Linked DNA regions of Hordeum vulgare: all the other regions are linked to region 3. The links are chromatin contacts, called in public Hi-C maps. All regions are on one chromosome and are shown on one strand. Each heading gives the region's core, a stretch centred on a gene start, on an enhancer-like site or on the middle of the called end of the contact. The rest is flanking DNA. Distances are from core to core; before and after follow the strand shown.

Region 1 (2,893 bases), core at 329-2,828, 380 kb after region 3:
CCCATGTACTGCCTCAGGATGATCTTGAGCCTGTTGCTCTCGTCCTTCATCCTGGTCATCTCATGGATGATTTTCTTCATGAACAAAGGCAGGATTATTAGGTAGCACCAGCAGAGATTGTCGACGTTAATTGGTTTAACCTGAACTGGTGTACCTGCTGGACGTCCATGTCGTCGAAACGGGTGCTGGGGGCTTTCAGGTATCTGTCAAAGATGTTTGCAATCCTGCCACGCACAGAAAGGAAAAACAACAGGCAGGGTTGGCTGGTTTGATCATCATCGGTTCTTCATATACTTTTAAATTGATCTTGACTTCATTACTAAAACTTGCAGATTATCAGCAACGGAACTTGTAAGTTCCCAACAAAAAAGTTCAGAAAGAAAAAATTGCAGAAGATTATCTGAACATGCAAAAGAACGTCATGACAACTCTAGATTTTTAGAACAACACTATGAGACCTGAGAAATATACAAAATCCCTATTTCCCATCAAGCCAAGAGGAGCAGATAAAGATCAAATTGCAGAGGACATACAGAAGCATACAGATGATGATCAAATTTCAGAGAACACCAGAACATACAAAAAGTTCAGACAGAAGCATACACATTGCGAAAAATTGCAGAAGATTAACAGAACATGCACAAGAACATCATGACAACTCTAGAACAAATCATGAGGCCTGAACAATGCCCAAAATTTCCGTTCCCCCTCAAGCCAAGAGGAACAGACAGAGAGAAATTTGCAGAGAACATGCAGCAGTTGAACTGGTGTGCAGAAATGGTCTACTCACCTCCATGGAGGGCTGGAGTACTCGTACATCTTGCCGCTGCCGGAGAAGACGATCACCCCGACCTGCGCATCACAAAGGATGGCCAGCTCGTTGGCCTTCTTCAGCAGCCCCATCCGCCTCTTGGAGAAGGTGACTTGTCGGCTCGTCGTGTTCTCGATCTTCTTGAGCTCCACCTTCCCACGCCCCATCGCTCCAGCCCACTGGATCTCTTCTCCTCCTATGCAAGAAACCACAACGTTATCCGAAAATTCAGCAATAAAAAACACAGAGTGCTGATGAAATTGCGAAGCCAACGCTCATCCAAGATGAGAATCAAGTAGTAAATGGCTTCAGATGCTTTAGGTGCAGGAAGTAAGCAAGGTAAAGCAGATGGTTTCAGAAGCAAAGCTATATGAAAAAAAGAGCTACTTCTTTTGACTTCCACAAAGCTAGAGTTGAATCGCATGGATTAAACCGCCACGAATATCAAATGGCATCAAATGCATGAGACGGGGCGGAAGAGACCATGCACACAAGCAGCATAAATCACAATTTCCACCATTAACAGTAAAAGAAAACCATTTGCAACTTGCAAGACATGTTCTTGCACCGACCGACTATGTGCTGCAGAGCAAGAGAGGTAGAAGAAGTCCAAAGGAGGAGTGGCATTACCTGTGGGCTGTGGCTGTGGCTGCGTCTGCTTCTTCGTCAGAAGATGGAGTGGAGAGCCAAGGGGGCAGAGGAACATTTTATAGGTCTGGAAACTTGTTGTTTCAAGCCTCAAGGACTACTAGTACTCTCATCATCTCTTGTCAGGCTGTCCCACTATATGCTACTGTAGTACAGAGCAAATACACATTTCACACAATTAGGAAAAGAGAACAGTTAAACCAGGCAATGTGGCAAACCTAACCTTGTGCAGTTCATGCCCTCCATCAAATGACATGCACAAACAGACTATTATTGTAGCCCAGAGAAAACTATCCGTAAAATGCGCTACGCGTGCCCTCGATTTAGCGCCATTAGCACGGGCATCTCAAATAATGCAGTAGCACAAGATCAACGCGTGCTGATGAAGTGCCAAGTGTGGGGGTTTCAGTGTGCATGAGTGAGAGAGGGTGCCAGCAGATGGCCGGAAATGTTGGTGCTGTGGACTGGTAACCGCCTCTTGCTGGACATGGCAAGGGAGGTGAGCCTTGCATCCAGGCTACTCCTGTAAGAAGACCGACCTAGAACTGGCCAAGGCAGAGAATAACTCGGTGCAATAATGCCTTTCCACAAGGTGGCCTTTGGTCCACTCCACGCTGCACCTAACCTACTGGGGCGCCGGGCAGAGGCAGCCGCGGTCAAATGCGTGGTGGCATGTGTCACACACACACACACACACACACACATCCCCCTGCCAATGTCATCAGCTGGTGACGAGTGTTACAAGATGGCACATGACCAGCAGATATCTCTCTGCAAATTAAGATATTTCAATTGCAAACTCACATAGCTTGTGTAAGCTCACAGGCAAGGTAATTATTTCACATTGCTCACATTGCTTGTGTAATTGTTTCACAGAAATTTTCATGTTCTCACACTGCTATTCTCACCAGTAGCAAGAGAGGCATCTAGACTCGCATTGCTTCTGTAGATCATATCTCACGGAAACTTTCATGTTCTCACACTGACATTGAGCATTTCAGCACACTTTAATGTGGTTTTCATTCGAGTTCCAAGGGGGAAAAGAATGCCAGTTTACTTGGTTGCCAAGCACTGGGGCTCATTCATGAGTCGCGATCAGGAGAGCCAGCAGAACATGATGGCAGAAGATATCCTTGCTAAAAACTGTGTACTTCCAAGGGAGCTCCAGGCACCCATCATACTGGCGCACAGGGCAAAGAAATTATGCCCTCCTTCTCATGGGGCCTGTCAGCGTCCGAGTCTGGCCCTCCCTATGGGCTACCCTTTTTGTTTCCCTTGGACGATCGGATCATGTTCACACCTGCTAAGGAATATACTCCCTCCGTTCCTAAATATAAGACTTTTTAATTTTTTTAATATAAACTAGATACAAAGCAAAATAAATGAATTTACACTCTAGAATATGACTATATACATCTATATGCAGTCCATAGT
Region 2 (3,122 bases), core at 161-2,660, 430 kb before region 3:
GTTCTACAAACCTACTAGCATGACTTTTGAAAAAAAAAATTACAGCTGTATACGGGGTACACATACAAAACAGGGATGCAGATGCAGAATTTACCTGTTACTTTGGCGGAAATCGTAACCAAATCCAAACAGAGTTTTGCCTTCTTGATATCCCCATTTAATCATTTGCACTATCATGTCGTGATAGTAGTAAACACTGTCGTCACCAATAATCTGCAGATTTAGAAGTATATGAGTGACGCATATCGGATATCTGCTGCAGTATAGAGTGGGACAGCACTAAGGTAAAACCATCAGATGATACATATAGTTCTACAATGATTTTTGTTTTGACTGCCTGCAGACCGCATATAAGTAAATGAAAAGCAAAGGTAAATCTTCATTTGGAAGATGAATAGTGAAACAAGTTCGTTACCAGGTCTGGGTCCAGTGTGTCGATGGCGTACAATCCATACCTATCCTCAGGGACAGTGATGCGTATTTTCTCATCCACAGAGACAGTTTTGCCTGCTCCATCATAGTAGTTTGACATCATATGAGATGAGGAAAGCAGATGATCGACTGAACCAACACTTACATGTAACTAGAAGGAACACATATTTAATGAGTCGGCAGTTTGTCAATGGAAAGCCACTATAGCCTACCACCTAGCGGTTCGACGAACTAATCCAAATTCAGCGAAAACATGAATTCAGATGGAGTAGGCTTATACCGTTTCATGTTTACCGAACCAGCCAAGCTACATCAATTTCCACATACTTGTTCCCAATTCATCACGCAAGCAAAACATTTTTGTCTAAGTAACACACTAGCATCATTGTTTGCTTGCTCTAGGTAAGCATGTATCTAAGGTAACCAAGCTCACATAAGGTTCTCGAGCAATTCAGAAATCCAGCTGACAGACATGAACAAGAAGGGGCAGGTGCTCCGCACATACCGGTGGAGGCATCGAACTGCGCCCAGAGCTTCTCGCGGCACTCGTGGTCGGCGGCGAGGATGCGCACCCACACCCGCTCCTTGTTCCCGGCCTCGTCCACGGCCTCGAGGATAGAGCCGCCGATGCCGGGCACGAGCAGCACCGGGTCGAGGCTGGGGTCCACCAGCGGCACCTGCTCCTTGGCGATCCGCAGCCACAGCTCGATCGCCCGGATCAAGTCCTCCAGCACCGACATGCTCGCGTCCGCGTCGGACCCTCGCTTCCCCGCCGCCCAAATCCCGCCCCCAAAAGCTCCTTCAAGCCCCCGACCGCGAGATCAGCATGAGAGAGCGAGGCTTCCCGCCAAATCGGACTCCGGTAAGCTCGAATCGGAGCGGCGGGGCGTCGGCGGGTGGCCGGGAATCTGCTCCGCGGTAGCTGGAGTATATGGTTTGGACGGGGGTTGGGATTCCGGAGGCGTGGGGGTTTCGCAATCCCGTTCCGTACGCTAATCGCCAGGGAAAACAAAGGAACGAACGAACGGGAAGCAATCAACGTGGCCCCCTAGGGCCTACCCGGGTGCGCAACTGTCTCACTGACGAGGATGCCCGGACCACGTTTGGTCCCGGTTGTCAGTGAGGTAGCGTGGCGCACGGTGCGGTACGACGGCTCGGGCTCTGGGGAGTTTTGTAATTTTTTGTACGGATAACGATGCGGGGACTCGCGAAAACATTAGACAGCGCACGCTCTCTTTGACCCCACGTGTCGGTGGCCAGAGGAGGCTTCTGGCCGCATGAGTGTATAAAATACAGCACTTTCCTAGATAGACATGTTTTTTAACAGAAAAAATAATACTGTACACATATTTGATTGTATTTTTTTTATTGGTCAGTACTCTGCGCGCCAGTGCGCCGGCCCAAACTTTGAGCCGGTCCAACCCTTAGATACGTCCCAATGTAGCCGTAGGACCGTATCCTTCTTTCAATACTTCTCCCTTCATGTTTTCAGATCTAAAGAAAAACACCGCCACACGTCATGGCGGCCGCCCCCGTCGCTGTTTCGCGCAGCACGCGGCCGTCCTCTCCCGTTCGCCCTCATCGCCGACAGCCGTCGCCGTGCTTGATGTTAACGCTCGTCGTGGACGCTTGCAAACAAGAAAAAATGTCGAAAATACTGCTTTGTGTTGCCGCCCCTCTTGCATCAATTGAAAACGATGGTTCCAGCAAATTAAAGAATGGGTGTAGCAAAAAAATCGATGGTCCAGCAAAAAAAACTAACTCTGATAAAAGCATTTTTGGGTGCTGTTTACAAAAAAAGACATGATTGTAGCAAAAAAAAATGATGGCCTAGAAAGAACGAACTCCGGTGAGAGCATTTTTTGGTGTTGGTTCCAGCAAAATGATTCAACTGTTCCAACAAACCTGGTTGTGGTTGCAGCACCTCCCGCCCCTCCGCACAAACTTGATGTGGTCACCTAGCAACTCGTCATGGTCACTCTGCAACTCGCCGCGGTTGCTGGTTTCAGCAAAAACTAGGCGGGGATGCAGCTCCTGCATCAACTGTTGTTGCATCTGTGTGCTCCGCCATCGTGCCTGCTGGTCGACGTAGTAACAACTCCATTGCCGGTTGCAGCTCGCCCCCCTCCCCCCAATGGTTGTAGTATCTGCACTAGCTGTTAGTAGCTCGTCAACTTTGGGTTGCAGCTCGGTCGTTCCCACTTCCAGAGCTCGTGCCGGGTGTAGTACCCGGTGTGCTCGTCGGCGACGCCCTGGGTAGAAGGAAAAGAGCGATAAAAGGAGGGACCGTCGGGAACAACGGGAGTGTGAGGGGAGGGAAGAGATGGGGACGAATCCACAACATGGTGGATAAGGTTGCATTGGCTCTTTGTATGTGGGCACTGTGCGTGATGATGAACGCAACCGGCCAAAGTTCGGTCGGCACACCGCACACAAGCATTTACCTTTTTTATTTACATACTTGAATAGAGGTTCGTTTAAGGACGCCAATACGAAACTGACGTTTGTTCTTGGAGTAACCCAGCGAACGAAGTGTTTGATTTTGAAGATAGGCTCGAGGGAGCACCTATGTCTCACTTATGGAAACACATGGGCACTGTGGATAACGATGAACGCGACCGTCCAAAGTTCGGCCGGCGTGTCGCACACAAGCATTTACTTTTTTTATTTACATACTTGAATGGAGGTTC
Region 3 (3,318 bases), core at 147-2,646:
CAGCCTGTTCTGCTTCCATCTCGGGCGGCTAGCTTCGTATCCGTTTCTGCAATTCACAACAAGAAACACTGGCATCAAATACTCACATCATGAATGAGCATACAGGCATCAAGATTAATGTGTAATGATGATGTCACCCACAGACGGGATCCTATCAAGGCGGGCCCAAAAGGGTGCAGCGGTCTTCCTAAAACAGGCTGAGTGCGGGTAAAGTAAACAATTGATTTTGTGTACAGACCACTTCACTACAGACTGGAGACAGAGGAAAGGCGACAGCTCGGACCCAACTATTTGCTGTTATTTTGGCAAAAGCAAACACTGTGATATCATTAAGAACTTTGTGATCACTTCTTCCTGGATAACCTACCACCCTACCAACTCCACACAAGGCCAATCAGGACCAGAATTATGTTGCACGCTCAAGGATCCGATCGATCGACAAGTGGCCGATTAAGTTTTTTTTTCTCTCTCTCTCTCTCCCGAAACGCTGATCCGAGCTCACACTGAATTTTGCAGGGCAAGCGGCTCCCAGCCTACCAAACGCAATACTTATTATCCAGCAAATAGTCCAGCAACCGAACCAGAAAAAGGCAAAAGACAAAAACGACAATTCGTGCCCACCAACCAGCCCTCCCTCCCTCCCTCCCACGATCGCTGCCCCCTCCTCCTACCCCGAGCAGGGACGTGCCATCCGCAGCACCTCAAAGTCAAAAAAGAAAATATCCGATCGATCGGACGCCCACGGCCTGATCGAAACAGCACGGTCCTCGTGGACAGCAACAAACCCATCACCCTCCGCTCCCCTCCGCCGCGAGCAGAGGGGCGGCTCCGAGCGGAATCGGGCGGGCGCCGACCGAAATGGCGAAAGCAGAGGCGGACAGCGGAGCAGCCAGAGGCGGCAGAATCGAAGCAATAATGAAGAAAAAGCTCCCCCAATCCAGTTCGCGGGCGGCGATTCACTTCAGGCAACGGAAGGCGCCGCTCCAGAGGTGGAAGGCCGGATCGAATGGCGGAAGCAGCGCCCCCCTCGCGCGGAGAACCGGCGGATCGCCGACGGGCCGTCGCTCGGCAGACGCGATCGGATTCAAAAAGGAAAGAAAAAAAAGACGAGAGAAAACAGACACCGGAAAATTACGCTCGCTGGTTAAGCAGAATGAACAGGAGCTCACCACGGACTGCGTGGCCGAGGGAAGGAAGCTCCCGGCGGCCGAGATCCACGCCCGTCTCTGCCTTTCTTCAGTGGTCGAATCAAGCGGCCGCGGAGCAGGCGCCGCCGCCGGCCAGATCACCGAGAAATTTCAGGGGAGAGTGGGCAGGGGAGATTGGAGCAGTGAGAGGGGGGGGAGAGAATCTTTTTAATCTGGTCGGGGGTTTTTGACAGGCGCGTTGCATTTCCTCCTTTCTGGAGGGTTTATATCTGCTGCATACGTGCCGCTGAGTTGGCCGGGCCCCACCAATAAAGCCGGCGGGGGGCTGATAGCCTCACCGGCCCCGTGCGCTCACCTCCCCCACGCTCGCTGCCCTGTGGGTCCGTATTTTCTTGGCCCCGCGCGTCGGTGGTCGAGCGGGATTAACCCGTGGGCGACAGAATTACCGGGATGACACTCGGCGCAACAGGCTGCGTGCATTGGGGCCTTTGGGGGCGGCGTTCTCGGGAGGGGATTTTGCAACGAGATCCTGAGGCCTCGTTTGGTTAAGGAAGATTGAGGAGATTTTAAAAGGAAAATTTCTGGGAGGATCAGAAACCCTATAGATCCTCGGGCGCTCATTTGGTAGGAGGGGTTTGCTTAGCCCAATCTCCTTCGTTTTCCTTCAATCTCTTCCTATCCGTGTGTTTCAAAACCCTCCTCGGGAGACTAGTGGAAGCAAAGCCTCCCGGAGATTTGAGAGGATTGGATGGAATAAAGGGATTCACCCAATCCCATAAAATCTCTCCCTCTCAAAACCTCCTCAATCCCCCTTAACCAAACAAAGCCTGATGAAGCGTAAATTTTGGCATGATTTTAGCGGCCAAAGAGTCGTGAGCACGTTCAAACATGCATAGCAATATTGGTCGCCTGTGTAGAAACACACATTCAAACATTCAAATTCCCCTCTCGCTTTTCGTCCTTGTCTACGCTCATGGGTCCAAACCAAAACGAAATCAACCACACCAAGTCAGTCAGCAGTTCCATCGATATAAAAATAAAAATGAGAAGTGATTAGTCGTGTTTCCACGCCGGGTCATTTTCCCGTCCCCGCATCAAATTAAGCCGTTTCCTTTTGGAGGACCGATTCTCCTTTCACCGCTACTAGAGGTGTTTATCATCACGCTTTTCCTGATAGAAACTGACTGACAATAACTAGGTGCACCGAGAATGCACTCCAAACTAGAAAAGTGCTTCCACCGTGCACGTCTTTGTGATTTTGGGGCTACCTTGCAAGCTAATCCCTCAGTTCGTCCGCAAACAAGAACCTGCAATCGTTTTCATGTGCGCCTCATGGATGACAGTGGTTCTCCCTTGTCCTGATCACGCGAGTGCAACCAGTTTTTCTTTGGCGGTTCATTGGATGGTTTGATACGGCCCGTCGTGACGGTTAAGCTTATCAGTCGCAGTCAAAATAGAATGAGTGATGCCCTTGCTGCCTATGGGCGTATAATGCCACGCACGGTTGTGTGGTTAGGCTCTAGCTTAGAGAAGATTGCTATCCTTTGTATAACGATACTATGACCCCTTAATTTAATACAGTCTCCTTTCTCCCTGAAAAAAAACATGCGTGCATTTTGCACCAGCCTTTGTTTTCTCCCTCCATTCTTAAATACAAGGTCTTTTAAAAAATTTACTATGCACTATATACGGAGGCATGTAGACATATTTTAAAATGTAGATTTACTCATTTTGCTCCGTATCTAGTCTATAATGAAATCTCTAAATTGTCTTATATTTAGGAACGAATGGGAGTATGTACTATGCCAACTTTATCTTCGTGTCTGTGCGTTGAGTTATGTCTGCCCATGTTGTGAGCGCCGGTTGATGTACTGTGTTCTCAACAAAACAACACATGCTTTTTTTATAAAAAGACCCAACCAACATGACCTTGCCGATGATAGCTGAAATTTTTTCATACACGTGTCTTTAAGGACTAGCGCCATGAAGCCGTAGTCATCGTCGTTGGACCTTTAAATAGATTAGAAGAACCTGACATCAAATTTTACAGTACGCATAGCGAGAAACTCAAACCTTGACAGTCCCGAGGAACCGACATGAATATATGTCTGTGCTCTATTGAACCTGTCCACAATAGACAAACTCGAGGAGGATGGCAGCCCGAAAGACT

Evidence for each region. Hi-C and Micro-C count contacts between places; a contact is called where the count stands out from the background.
Region 1: a Hi-C map of leaf shows a contact between it and region 3, with 5 times the contacts expected there. The contact joins the promoter of LOC123430711 here to the promoter of LOC123427605 in region 3. A contact is called at or near these places in 2 of 6 Hi-C or Micro-C datasets (leaf and seedling).
Region 2: a Hi-C map of seedling shows a contact between it and region 3, with 2.0 times the contacts expected there. The contact joins the promoter of LOC123427601 here to the promoter of LOC123427605 in region 3. A contact is called at or near these places in 1 of 6 Hi-C or Micro-C datasets (seedling) and 1 of 1 datasets of contacts at active chromatin or transcription factors (embryo).

Annotation. Positions count from the first base shown.
Region 1 is chr2H:600,378,452-600,381,344 of MorexV3_pseudomolecules_assembly, forward strand. It overlaps LOC123430711 (MADS-box transcription factor 31-like), which reads right to left and starts at 1,579. Exons shown (of 8, transcript XM_045114559.1): 1 at 1,442-1,579; 2 at 791-1,007; 3 at 155-224; 4 at 1-74. The coding sequence starts at 1,517.
Region 2 is chr2H:599,572,190-599,575,311 of MorexV3_pseudomolecules_assembly, forward strand. LOC123427601 (lecithin-cholesterol acyltransferase-like 4) reads right to left here and starts at 1,411. Exons shown (of 11, transcript XM_045111680.1): 1 at 938-1,411; 2 at 416-507; 3 at 95-213. The coding sequence starts at 1,172.
Region 3 is chr2H:599,997,268-600,000,585 of MorexV3_pseudomolecules_assembly, forward strand. It overlaps LOC123427605 (COP1-interactive protein 1-like), which reads right to left and starts at 1,397. Exons shown (of 8, transcript XM_045111683.1): 1 at 1,170-1,397; 2 at 1-46. The coding sequence starts at 19.